Linked DNA regions of Hordeum vulgare: region 1 is linked to region 2. A link is a contact called in public Hi-C data. All regions are on one chromosome and are shown on one strand. The core of a region is the stretch at or near the end of the contact, and the rest is flanking DNA. Distances in the headings are between cores, read along the strand shown. Region 1 holds the start of LOC123400977 (ABC transporter F family member 3). Region 2 holds the start of LOC123401705 (transmembrane 9 superfamily member 11).

The links. Hi-C and Micro-C count contacts between places; a contact is called where the count stands out from the background.
Region 1: a contact with region 2 is called in a Hi-C map of seedling, with 4 times the contacts expected there. The contact joins the promoter of LOC123400977 here to the promoter of LOC123401705 in region 2. A contact is called at or near these places in 3 of 6 Hi-C or Micro-C datasets (leaf and seedling) and 1 of 1 datasets of contacts at active chromatin or transcription factors (embryo).

What each region holds. Positions count from the first base shown.
Region 1 is chr6H:541,168,839-541,176,192 of MorexV3_pseudomolecules_assembly, forward strand. It overlaps LOC123400977 (ABC transporter F family member 3), which reads right to left and starts at 4,620. Exons shown (of 18, transcript XM_045094692.1): 1 at 4,223-4,620; 2 at 3,588-3,803; 3 at 3,207-3,396; 4 at 1,392-1,600; 5 at 1,115-1,273; 6 at 815-943; 7 at 639-740; 8 at 350-496. The coding sequence starts at 4,441.
Region 2 is chr6H:540,939,344-540,945,728 of MorexV3_pseudomolecules_assembly, forward strand. It overlaps LOC123401705 (transmembrane 9 superfamily member 11), which reads right to left and starts at 2,827. Exons shown (of 1, transcript XM_045095560.1): 1 at 361-2,827. The coding sequence starts at 2,616. The coding sequence ends at 604.

The DNA of each region.
Region 1 (7,354 bases), core at 3,370-5,869, 230 kb after region 2:
CCTACAATTGCTATTGCTATTACCATTTCAAACTGATGAACATATTCGGTACTGTATAATTCAATAGCATAAGACCAGCATAGATAAGCTTATATGCTAAACAGAGTAACATCTTGAAGAGAGATACAGTGCACTAGAAAGTCAGAAGGCCAACGGGAAATTACTGCATGCTCTTGAAAAGGAAACTATATCAGACCTTAAAAACATATGTGGTTGTTCAAATTGAGGTGCAAACCGCCTTTCAACTCTCTCTCTTTCCTTTTTTCGACACTATCAGCACAATTTTCTTGAAAAGGGTTTATTAACGTACTTTGAGGGCTAACCATACGCACTAAAAGCAGAAACCAACCTGCATGTGTCCTCTGGCCTTCTCATTTGTTTCGAAGGCTTTCATCTGATTCTTGAGGTGCTCCTCCCTTGTCCTCTCAAATGTGTCATAGTCACCTTTGTAAGCATGTAGCTTCTTACCATGTAGGTGAAGAACGTCGGTGACAACCTAAGAAATGTTTTCCCTCAGTTATTCAGTTATTAAGATGAAAAATAGAAATATAATGGTACTCATGCAAGTGTACTAAAAATATGAGTCGAGCAAATTATGTCGATATTAGCTACTGCATAATGATACCGTGAGTTCATACCGTATTCAGAAACTCTCTAGCGTGGGACACAACAATGAATGTCTTTGGCCACTTCAGGAGATATGTTTCTAACCATAACACAGCATGCAGATCAAGATGATTCTGCAAAGTGGTGGTTTGTTAGCATTAGCATGTGGCAGCAAGAGAAGAGAAGCAACGCTATATTTAAAACGCACGGTTGGCTCATCAAGTAGCAGTAAATCTGGCTCGATGAATAGAGCACGTGCTAGTGCAATTCTCATCCGCCATCCTCCCGAAAATGATTTTGTATTTTTGCATTGCATTTCTGGAGTGAAACTGAGACCCTGTAAAGATTTCAACCAATCAGAATAGTTCAATGTTAGTATGAAGAACTATAACTCTTTAAAGCATCGTAAGCACTAACTACTAGGAGAGAAATGACAGCAATGACATGCTGCACAAATGAGACAACAAGAACAAATCACCAAGCAATGGATGTCAACAAAGAAACATACCGCCAGAATTGATGCCGCACGAGCTTCTGCTGCATCTGCATCAATGAATTCAAGCCTCTTATATATCTCCTCAAGCCTCTTGCTGATAGTATCTTTGTCAACATCACCCTTGCTCTTGTCTAGGCTCTGTTTGGACTCTGCCTCATACTCTAGATCTTTCTGCATAAAAAGTAGCAGACTATAAGCAAATCGACAAGCAAAACTGAAAAAAGGGTGAATGACCCAAAAGAGAAAAACACATTAGCGCATGTAGAAAGTTGATAATGCAGTAGTTAACCAGTAATTGACCCAGCTGGGCCTCTTCTTGCAAAAGTTGGACCCGTTCAACATCAGCATTCAGCACACACTGCAAAGCTGTTGTGTCATCACCGGTGACCTCTTGTTCAACGTGCAATATCTGGCAGTTCTTAGGAATTCCATCAATTGCATGTTGAGCCATAGCTCTGAGAAGAGAAGTCTTTCCAGTACCATTTCTTCCAACAAGACCTGAAATGGTATGTAAATAAACTAAATCATTGAAGGAAAAAAGGAATAGGAACTGATACGGCAATATTTCAAGGGGTACAGGTGCTTGTATGCCCAAGTAACACTTTGATATTTGTGCTCCCTTGTTCCAAAGATATTTCTAGAGAGTTTCTACCAATGTCAAAAATATCAGCCAATTAACTGCAGTTAACTGCTGTTCGGGCCCCCTCCGATACGAGAAAGGACTATTCGGCCCATTAACTGGGAGGTCCAGTTAATTGGTCTGACAAGCCGATTTATTGGTTGTCAGGCCGAACTATCGGCTGGGCCAATTAACTGGGCCACATGTTTTGGCCCAAATCTGGCCCGTTCCGTCCCTACTTCTAGTTTTCACAGCCGCCAGCATTAGGTTTAGGTCACTTCTCTCCTCCGCTCGATCTATTTGCTCTCTCCCGCTCGATCTATCTGCTCTCCCGCTCCTGGAGGAGCAGATCCGCCGGCGGTGTCCCCTCCACAAGCAGCCCCCACCGGCCCTGACCAACCCTACCCGAGCAGCAGCAGGTTCCCTGTCCCCTCAACGAGCAGCAGCCATTGGAGCCATCCCTTCCCTGAGCAGCAGCCTCCGGTAGCTTCCCTGTCCATGGCGTCCCCAGCCAGCAAGGTATACTCTATCCAGCTCCCTCTCCTCTATCTAAAATTCCAAATCATTGTTGTTCTACTGCTGCTACTCTCTTTTGATCATTCCTCTGCTGCTGTGCTACTGTTGTACTAGATTAGATTAGATGTAGTGATGTACTGCCGTATTAGATTAGATGTAGTGATGTGCTACTACCAATTGGCTACTGCTGTATTCTAGATCTGATGTTGTTGCTTTGCTATTGCTTAGCTGCTATTACTACTGATGTAACACAGCACAAGTACTACTGCTAGCCTGTTAGCGTCTTCTTGTTGTTTGCTGACTTGTGCTGCTACTAGCCCCTACTATGCTGTCAACTTGTGATGTGAGCTGAGAACTATCTATTTCTATTCCTGAACTTTGTCATAATTATTATCAGATTATCTCTTGTGCGGTTATGCCTTTGTGGGTTGTGAGCTGTGACATGGATTGTTTGTTTACTTGTGAGTTATGCTGTGAACCTGATCTGAAAGCTGAGAACTACCTGTTTGATAAATTGTGAGCTATGTCTAATTTAGAGCACACATTGATGCATCTGTTTACAATGTGCAGGTTTATGGACTTCCAGATTGGCTGCAACATCATCAGAATATAAAGGAGACCCCTTATGTTGTTGCTTATGTACCCTAGGATTGCATATTTACACATTCAGTAGCCTAACTGCCTATAAGTATATATAGATATGGCCCTAGTTCCCCCTAACCGATAAATGGGTTACCGGTATATTCAGTTAAATGGCCACTTCGTCAATTTATCCATTCTCAGCCCCTGACCGATATGTTACCAGTTACCGATAACCTGAACATTGGTTTCTATGCACCACATAGTTTCCCATAATAGAAAAATAAGCAATGAGATCATCCTGAGCAGGCAAAGTGTCCTGAAAAGGTAGAGAGCCTCCTCAACAGGTGAAAATTTGAGGCATACATAGTAAGCTAAGTCGTAACTCACCATAGTGCCTTCCAAAAGCAAGCGTTAAGGTGACATCTTGAATAAGATCACGACCTCCAACAGTAACACTGAAGTTCTCCATATGGATATCCCTAATGGTTGTGCCACCCACATTACTGTGATTTACATAAACTGGAGGCATTCCAGCCCTGAGCGCCTCCATTTCGGCAACATGCATTTGGTACTGGGCCTGCACCAACAAGCAACACGGTGTACCATATAAATCAGGTTTAATGAGGAGTTAAGGCATTTTCAAATTGCATATAAGGTTCTGTCAAAGTGGGGAAACATGGTAAGCACTGCATTTCTACTGAAATTCCTATTGAACAAATCAATGACATGGAGATTTGTCATCTGGCAATCTATGAGCGAGCAGCTCACCTCTCTTTGCCTGTCTTCTTTTCTCTTGTTCCGTTCGAGCTTGGCCTTGTCACGCGAGGACAGCAAGGGCGCATCGAAGATATTCTCTGGCTTCTTCGGAGCGACCTGCTCCTCCATGCCCGCGTTCATGCGCAGAGGCGTGGCCAGGCTCCGCACGGCTGCCTTAGGTTTGACGATGCCATGGCTCCCCAACTTCTCACAAAGCTTAGTGCAGACCTATATCGACAAGGAACCCAAATATAAAGCATCAGTGTCATGTTGGATCAAATCAAACTATTCATCTACTTCTCCACACCAGAATCCATTATGTGCATACACGGGGTCGTAAAGGTCAGTGACTACTACTCCGAATGCATACACAGGAGTAACAGCTAAAAGCCATTACAGAACACATCAGGGGATGGTTGAGCTAGACTGCATCCCAAGACCGAATGATTTTACTGTGACTGAGCGCGAATTAAGCTAGGTTTTCTGGCCATCCAAGACTGGAAACGGATGGCATAGCCAGCATACCCCGAATCTAACCTAGAACCGAAACCTAGGGCCATAGAATCGACGCTCTATCGAATCAACCCAGATTGGGGAACCGAAATGGCGACCGGATGGATTGGGCGGGGGCGGGGGTGGGGGGAGACCTCGAGGCAGTGCTCGCGGTCGTAGACGCAGCGGGCGTCGATGAGGAGGTCGCCGAGGGCGTCGAAGATGCCGTGGCCGTCGGGGGGGCCGAAGTCGAAGTCCTGGTCGGCGAGGACGTTGGCGATGTAGGAGACGATGGGCTCGTCCACCTCGTCGACGACGGAGTCGCCCAGCACCTCCCGCACCACCCCCATGCTCGTCTCCACGAGCGCCGCCATCGCGTGCACGTCGAGCGGCGGCGGCGGCGAGGCAAACCCTACTCGCTCGGCTCGGGTCGGTCGGAGCGGCGGGTGAGACGGTGGTGCGAGCTCGCGGGCTGGCGGCTGGGTTCAGCCGAAGGCAGCTCGTCCAATGGATGGGCTGGCGGTTGACGGATGGGTTTAGACGGTGGTGCGGGCCTTCGGGTTTGTGGATCGTGAGGATTTCGCCTATGGAGGCCCGTCGCAAGGTCCCTATCAGACACAAAAACACAGTACCTAAAAAAAACGTAAAAACTACAAAATCACTAATTAAGGGATACCCTTTCAAAGACCACTTCCAATACAGGTTGTGAGTAATGGGTTAATGGCACACTGCATGTGCGCCAACTCAACCTAAAAGTTTTCTATTTCTTTGTAGATTCATTTATTCAAATGGTTTATCTCTTAAACCATGCGTTTAAATTGTAAACCGTTTTTATCATTGAATTTCTCACTTTGAGATCTTTGAAACTAGATCCATGTAAATAGATTTATGTGAACTTATTTTTCACGGAAAAAACAGGAAAATTGAAAAAAAGAAAAAATCGAGCCTTAGGCACAGCTTTTCTCACTTTTTTCCCTTTTTCGTGTCTCTCATGAAAGCAAATCCATGTCTTCACGGTAACCAAACTTGCGGCTCTCACTGAAGAAGAAGAAAAAATGCATTTTTCCTGTTTTTGATAGATACAGTTGTGCCTCTCGCGGAAGTAAAATCTGTCTTCACAATAAGCAAATATATGTCTCTCAAGGAAGCAAATATGATCAATAGAAGCAAATCTTTGTCTCTCGTGAAAGAAAAAAAATCGTTTTTGAAAAAAAAAACGTCCAAAACCTAATGAAAACGGGCAAAAACCGAAAAGCGGAGAAAACATATGAAAATAAATTATCTAAAAGCTGAAGTACATGTACAGGAAAAAAACACATGGCGATCTTAGTCCATCCAAAGTGACCCTCAAGGGCAAGGGGTACCCCTCAAGGACATACCTGGCCCGGGCACGATTAGTCCGTACCGGGCCCGGTCCGTGTTGAACATATGAAGTTTGTTTCCTTTGGCGGCATTTGGTGTGGCCCACTAAAAAATATCATTTTGTAATGAATCTCATATGTATGTTTTTTAAACCTCGTCGGAAGAGGATTCATGAGAATAAATGTCAAATCCCGTCATTCATTCTTTCCTTCACATTAAGATTTCTTGAGGAGTTGAATCAAATGAATTCTAAGTTGCCTCCCGTACGCTGATGCACATGATTCTACAGTCGGAAACTATTCATAAAGATAAATATTAATGGTGTGTTTGCAAGAATGGGAGGCAATGCATTGTTAGGATTTTTACCGAGATGCAAGTGACAATATTTTGTGTGCCTCAACAGATTTTTTGTTGGACCGCATGATCAATCGAACCTAGAAGCCTAGAACATATGCAGGGCCATTTCTTTTGGACAACTTAAAAAAATAAGTGCATCTTCCCAACTTAAAAAATAAGCCGCTTTCTAAGTTTGTTGAGGCTTATAATTTGGTATCCCATAACTTTTTTTTCGATAAGGGACGTTTTATTACTTAAAAGGCTTAAGCATTACACCCGGCCTCTGCATAACTGGAATGCACCCAGCCAATGGTATCCCATAACTAATTCAGAAGCCCCAACAAATGAAGGAACCGACTTATGAGAAAAGCTGGGAAGAAGGCGGCTTACTTTTTAAGCCACCAAAAAAACTGGCGCGCAACCAAAGTAGAGGAGGTATGGGCACGAGAGAAACAAGGCTAGACCCTCACTTGCGTTATGTTGTCATTTAAATCCACGAAAAACATACAAGGTCCGTAATTTACGGGACCTAGCATGGTGTCTTCACATGCCCCTGGAGGGTGTGGTCAAAATTTGAGAGTGTTATGGAGAACCCTTCCCACACACTTGATGGCTAGAGAATATATGACTTCTTATAAGGACTTTTGGCTTGGTTTTCATCTGGTTTCCGTTATTTCCCAATTATTTCTAACGCTGATACTCTAAGAGAGAAGAAAACTCACTTTTCCATTGTTTGGCAGGAAATAACATTTATGGAAGGAAAGCAACCGAATTACACCAAATCAAGTCATATAGAGCAACTTCCATGTTGGAACCGAATGGTCATCAGTTGCCCTCATGGCCTAACGCCGTTTTTGAGCTCCATCACATGCTTAAGAAGGACTTGCCGCGGAACCAAGGCCTATTTATGGGGCTCCCTGTGCTCTGATTGATTTTTTGTATTATGATCTATCTAGGAGCAATACCAAAGTGTTTCAAAGGAGGATTACCTTGACTTAGGTTTGCCTCTGGTCTAAATTAAATCAACCTAAGTGAAATGGAGTCTCTATCGTTCCACTGCAAGAGTTAACTATGAGACTTCATACACCTTAAAGTTCATAGAACGAAAAGAAGTTTTTTGGAGGCCCTTATCCTCATTACCATTCCACAACGGGTAGATCTATCGGACATACGTGAACACATACTTCACAATCAATACATTTATCAAATTCAAAGTGGATTCGCCCTCGGAAACGCCGAAGTTGACACCGGCTCCATACTGGGTATGGGGAGTCTGCTCCCAGGATCAAACCTCCTATTTGGTCAAATACCTAACGAAAAGTTACAATTTTCCTTTCATTAAGGTACGAGGGCTTCTTATTCCACAAGAGCGAAAGCACCTTTTCATTCTTTCATATACTAGGGGTTTTTCGAATGCTGACATGAGTAACGAGAAATCCTGTGAAAAACACGATCGCCTGCCAGTGGAAGGCTTTCTGCGTTCAGTCAATCTACGCAGAGTGAATCGGTCCCTAAGGAACCCCCGAAAGGGCTGCCGGAGGGCAGCGTGCTTGGGATGCGGAGGAGCTATTATCGCCCAGCTCCCTAAC
Region 2 (6,385 bases), core at 1,577-4,076:
CAACATTTCAGATTAATGACTGAACTATTTTGTACTGGGGACACTGGAGTTCTCCTCTTGTATTTGAATGGACATCTAAAGCAGAAGTGGGGGAAACATCAAACCCTAATCTGTCAGACACTCTTGACATACTGTAACAACTACTGCCCTAACTAATGGTTCTGAGCAAAGAAACATTTGCAATAACAGTTCATCATAATCATCATAATTGGCACCATAACTAACAGACAATCCTGGCATCATGCAAACTACTGGATGTCATCTAATATTTCAGACAACTGACTGAACGTCATAAGCCGCAGCAGAGAAAACTACCAAAGCTTCCATACTGATATATGGAGGCACTAAATGGCAGAACGATTAGCTAAAATGACAGTAAAATGTGAATAAACCAATCCATTCTATTACACCGTGCAAGCTGCATGCACCTCATCATAAAGCCCACCGGGCGAATCCTACTAGACCATACAAATAGTTATTCAGGACATGTATACCAAAAGTTGGGATGAACTACCGAATGTGATGACTACAAACTTTTCAATGCCCACTCCTCTATGCTTACTCACCTCTCAATTCAATGATCACCCCCTTCCAGGAAGAAACTTAATCGGCCTTCACAGACGAGAAGAGATAGTGCACGAAGCAGAACGAGGAGATGAACCCAACCGTGCCGGTGGCCAGCATGATGGCGATGACCATGAAGAGCGAGTAGCCGAGGTAGAGGGTCGCCGACACCGGCCCGCTTAGGCTCTTGAGGTCGAACACCAGGTAGTTGATCGAGTAGAGGAAGATGTAGATGGCCACGGATCCGGACGAGAAGAATGACTTCCACCACCACTTCCAGTCCTCGACGCAGAGGTGCATGTAGGTCAGGACCAGGGAGACCTCGGCGCAGACGATGACCAGGAGCAGCATCACGATGAAGAGGAACCCGAAGACGTAGTACACGCGGCCCATCCAGATGCTTGACATGATGAAGAAGAGCTCGATGAACAGGGTGCCGAAGGGCAGTGTGCCGGCACCGAGAACCAGCAGCCAGGACGGGTACTTCTGAGCAGGGATCTCACGCGGGATCTGGTTTGTGCGCACAGGGTACTCAATGTGCGGCGCCTTGGCTCCGAGGAACCCACCGACGAGTGTAAGCGGCACCGAGATGCAGAACCAGAGCAGGATCAGCACAACGAACAGCGAGAAGGGGATGGCCCCGGTGCTCTGGCTTCCCCACAGCAGGAAGTTGAGTGTGGTGAGGATCAGGAAAGCAATGCCGGGGAAGAAACAGGCTGTCCTCCACGAAACACCCACCCAACCTGAGTGATCTCCACACCTGATTGTCTTCCACACGCGGACACTGGCGTATCCAGCCAGGATCCCGAGGACCAGGTAAAAGAAGAGCATGCCTGTGATGAGGGTACCACGGGAGGCCGGCGACATGAACCCGAGCGCTGCAAAGAGGATGGTGACCACGGCCATTCCAAGGATCTGAACCCCATCCCCAACCATCATGCAGAGCAGCATTGGGTTGCTGGGCGCGCGGAAGACATCGCTGACGACGAGCTTCCACCCGGAGAGCTCCTCGTTCATCTGGGCCTGAGCCTCGCTGTCGAGCTCCTCGTACCTCGTGAGGTCACGCCTGACGGTCCTGAGCAGTATGACGAAGACGATGCCGGCGAGGAAGGCAATGACCATGAGCGAGTTGAGGATGGAGAACCAGTGCACCTTGGCGCCCTCCATCTTGAGGTATGCGTCCCACCTGGAGGGCCACTTGATGTCGCTCTCGACGAAGGAGACCTCGTAGGTGTAGACGATGGGCTCGTTCTCCTTGATGCTCATGGAGACGGTGGTGGGGTCGCACTTGATCTTGCTGGGGAACCTGCCGTACATCTTGACGGCCTTGGCGTCCTCGGGGTTGTGCTTGATGCTGCAGGGCACGACCTCGAAGCCGACGACCATCCACCCGGAGGAGGCAGAGGCGTCCCTGCCGGCGGTGGCGGCCGGGATGGCGCCGTCGGAAGCGTCGCCGGCGGCGCCCATGACGCGGGCGACGTTGGGGTCCTCGTAGCGGTGCACGAGCACGGTGAACTGGAGGTGGTTGAAGACGTAGTAGTCGACGCCGACGCGGATGCCGACGGGGTAGCCGGTCCAGCGGAGGAAGTAGTCGTCCTTGCGGGTGTAGCGGATGGCGGGGAGGTTGTCGAGGATGAGGTTGACCTGGTACATCTCGTCGATGCGGCGCTTGAGGAGGGCGAAGGTCTTGGGGTCGAGCGGCGGGGAGCGGCAGAGCAGCACGTCCGACTCGTTGGCGTGCATCCGGAAGCGGTAGGGCGAGCTCTCGATGCGGTCGCCCATGAGCAGCTCGCCGAGGTTCTCGGCGCTGTCCTTGACCCCCTCCGGCGGGGCGCAGAAGGGCAGGCTGTAGTAGCTGTAGGGGATCTCGGTGTCGATGGAGGTGAGCGAGTTCACCTTGACGCTCAGCGGCTCCCCGGGGGAGTACTTGTGCGGGTAGCTCCCCGGGAGGTAGAACGCGTGGGCCGCGGGCGGGGTGGCGAGGAGGAGCGCCGCCGCCGCCGCCGCCAGGGCGAGCGCCAGGAGCGCGCGCGTGGAGCGGGGGCGGGCCATGGCCGCCGGATCTGGATCTGGGAGTGGGACGGCAGTCGCGGCGTCGGTGGAGGTGGAGGGGGCAGATCTGGGGCGGCGGGGGTGGAGATGGAGATGGAGGGGGACGCGAGTCACGCGAGGCGACGGGGGTTTGGTGGTGGTTTATACGGCGTGAGCGTGACGGCGCGTTGGTGCTTGGGGATGGAGATGGAGATGGAGATGGAGAGAACGTGCAGGAATTCGGCCGGCGTGTCGGTGCTGCGCCTCTTGGCTGGGTTTTTCCCCTCTTCTCCTCAACCCGTTTTTTTTTCTTTCTCGCGGAAAGCCGCTGGACCGGCTCACCAAACTTGACCGGAGAATCGCCGGTCCCGTGGTTGGAAACGGTTAGGGATGTAAATGGCGCTGGGACCCACTAGTCCCACATATGCCATCCACCAAAAAATTCTTAAATGGCTTTTGTGGACACCCATAAAAATTAACTGGGATAAATGGATAGCCCAGAAAAGCCCATCGGCAGTCCACCGCACCGTCGCCTCCCGATCCCCAGGTCCATCCCGCACCCGATCCATGGCACCGCTGCCACCGCCACCGCCACCATCGTCCAAGGAAATCGTTGGGGAAATCGCTGGGAATGCATCTTCATCCTGCCGATCCATGGCGCCGCCGCCACCACCGTCCCTCATCCTTCCGACGCCATCTTCGGCTCCCCCACCGTCGCCAGAGGAAATCGCTGGGGAAATCCCAGCACCTGCTCCCCCGCCTCCTCCTCTGCTCCAAGGTATGCACATATCTCACCTTCCCCTCCCCTCCCCTCCCCAACAGCCAGCCTCTCCTCCGCGACGAACCCTAGCCAGCCACGGCGGCGGATCCCTCGGGCCAGCCAGCCTCTCCTCCTTCTCCCTCTCCTCCCAGCCCGGACAACCCTTCTACACCTCCCCTTTCCACATGAACAGCTTCGACGGCTCCCCAACCTCGCCAACCTGGTCCGTAAGTTCGTAAGTAGTACTGCTATCTTGGTCCGTAAGTTCGTAAGTAGTAATGTCTTGTGTGTGTGTGGTCGTTGGGGTTATTTGTAGTTTATTTTTGGGCAGCACTCTTGTCAAGTGAAATCCGTGACACCTGAAACTGTTGTTGTTTGTGTGAGATTTTCTCTTGCTGACATCTCAGTGGACTCAGTTCACCCTTTTGACACATGAGTATAGATAGATGCCCTATTGAGAAACCGAAACTTGGCCCACTATTGTTCAGATCCGGTAAGGTGTTGTCATCTCTAGGTTAAGCGAGCTTATATTGATTTGTATTGTATTGTAGGCAGAGCAAGCCAGTTTCTGAAAGCTGCTGCTGCTGGTGGGCATGCTATTGTGATTATACATGACTTTGTACAGTTTTAGATGTGCAATCATTAATTTATCATGTTTTTATCACTTGTTTGTGCTTTGTGAGAGTTTTTTTCCGCGTGTGTTGCGGTGCATCTTGCCTGTGGATCAGCAGCAACAATTTGGGTAGTTAGCCGTATGTCAAACCAATCATCTAGCGACAGACTAAACCCCTCCCGGTTTAGTAATCCTTCTTCTTTACTACTACTGTAGTTTATTTGTCCTTTCCAGGCATAACACGATTAGCTTTGTTTATTAGCTGATTAATTAACAGGTGCTGCAAAGTACGTAGTAGTATAATCTGATCAACTCGAGTTTTCTTGGACATACTTCCGATTTATTTAGCATTGAGAGGCTGTGTGCAAAAAGATGTGCTGCCAGCATGCGTTTTGTGAATATGTATTATGTTCCAGCCTAGAATGTTAGATGAACCAAATTTGAACTTATGTTCTACTGAAACATCTAATATGACATTTCAATGCAGATTTCATTGAAGTGACCATGGGTGACGACCAAGTGGCGTTGACAATCGACAAGCAAACTGAAAAGTGGGAAGCCATGGACTAGGACCAACATGTGTGGAATGCTATTGAAGAGCGACAAAATTAAGTCCCTAGCCCTCATGTGTTTTCCTGTGACATTAACTATATTTTTTGATATATATTTTGACCCCCAACGTTTGCATTACAGATCAGAGAGGCAGAAGAAAAAGCAAAGGCAGAAGGCGAAAAGGAAAAGGCTGGAAGGGAAGAGGGAAGAGAAAAGGGAAGAGAAGAGGAAGAAGCAAGAAAAGAAGAGGAAAAACCAAAAGGAGGAGTTGCAGGGGAAGAGGAAACATGCTCGTTCTGAATTTATCCAAGGATCTACAAGAGAGGAGCTACAGGTCTGCTTCTATATTAAACCTCACTTCGTAACACAAATCTACTTCTGTACCTTACTTTAAGTTCATAGCATGTTCTGATTTTCTTTGTTTTGTTATCTAGAGTCGAGACTCTCCATCTATGACACATGGCCAAAGAGTGACCAGATCCCCATTGGTAGGATCACCGGTGGCTAACACATGGAGGTCTTCCCTTGGGGTTCTAGCAAGAGTTGCGGCCTCAAAAAAGTCGTCCGCGATGTCACCATCTATATTAGGACCCCCTTCTCCGGCGACTACTTCATTTGTACCACGTAGTGAGTTGGCTTCGTTTTTCTCTTCCAAAATTACTCTTGTATATAGTTACAACTTTAAAAATGTTCTTGTGAGTTGACTTTATTTTTATGCTTGCCAATTAATAGTCCGCAAGACACGAAGATTAACTTCTGCTGTTTGGAGGGATGCCAAACCTATTTATCATCGTAACATACTTGTCAAAGCTCAGTGCAACCACTGTCTTGAGGTGTTTCCAGCTGGACGTGGCGTGGGTACTAATGGTGTACAAAGGCACTTGGCTGCTTGCGAGAAAAGGTTAGATTTGTCCCTTGTTGTTGACAAGTTGAAGTCCTCAATTTCATCTCCTCATGGATCTATGCTTCAGCAATGGAGTTTCGATCAGATTGCATCTAGAAAGTTGCTGGCTAGAATGATAGTAATGGATGAGTTGCCTTTCTCATTTGTTGAGTATAGTGGCTTTCGAGATTTTGTGGAAAGCTTGAATCCCTTGTTTAGCATGGTTTCTAGAGGTACTATTAAAGATGATTGCATGGAACAATTTAATCAAGAGAGATTAAAATTCTGTGAAGGTTTCAAGAAATATAGATGCAGAGTCTCTTTAACAGCTGATATGTGGACGTCTAATCAAACTTTATCATATCTATGCATAACTTGCCATTTTGTCTCAAATTGGGCTTTGAGAAAACAGATCATAAGGTTTTTTATGGTAGAGACTCCACATAATGGAATATCAATGTTTAATGTATTGTTAAAGAGTTTGCAAGATTGGAATATTGAAGACAAACTCTTTAGTACAACATTAGACAATGCAGCTGTTAATGGCACAATGGTTGAATATCTAAGAATTTTTTTGAACAGCAAGCATATGTTGCCTATTGAAGGTCAATTATTTCACATTCGTTGTGCATGCCATGTGCTAAATTTGATTGTCCAAGATGGGTTGACAGTGATGAAAGGTGTGATAGATAATATAAGAGAGAGTGCAAAGTATGTTAAGAGTTTCCCCTCTCGGTTGGATAAGTTCAAAGCAGTAATTGCAGAAGTTGGTATTTCTTGCAAACTCCCCTCAGTCGATGTGCCAACGCGTTGGAATTTCACCTTTCTTATGTTAGAGTCATCTCTCCCATTTCGAAGAGCATTTCGTACTTTGGTTAGACGGGACAAGGATTACAAATTCTGTCCATCATCGGAAGAGTGGAAAAGAGCTGAAACTGTTTGTGCTATGTTAAGAGTCTTTCACACAGCCACAGAAGTAGTT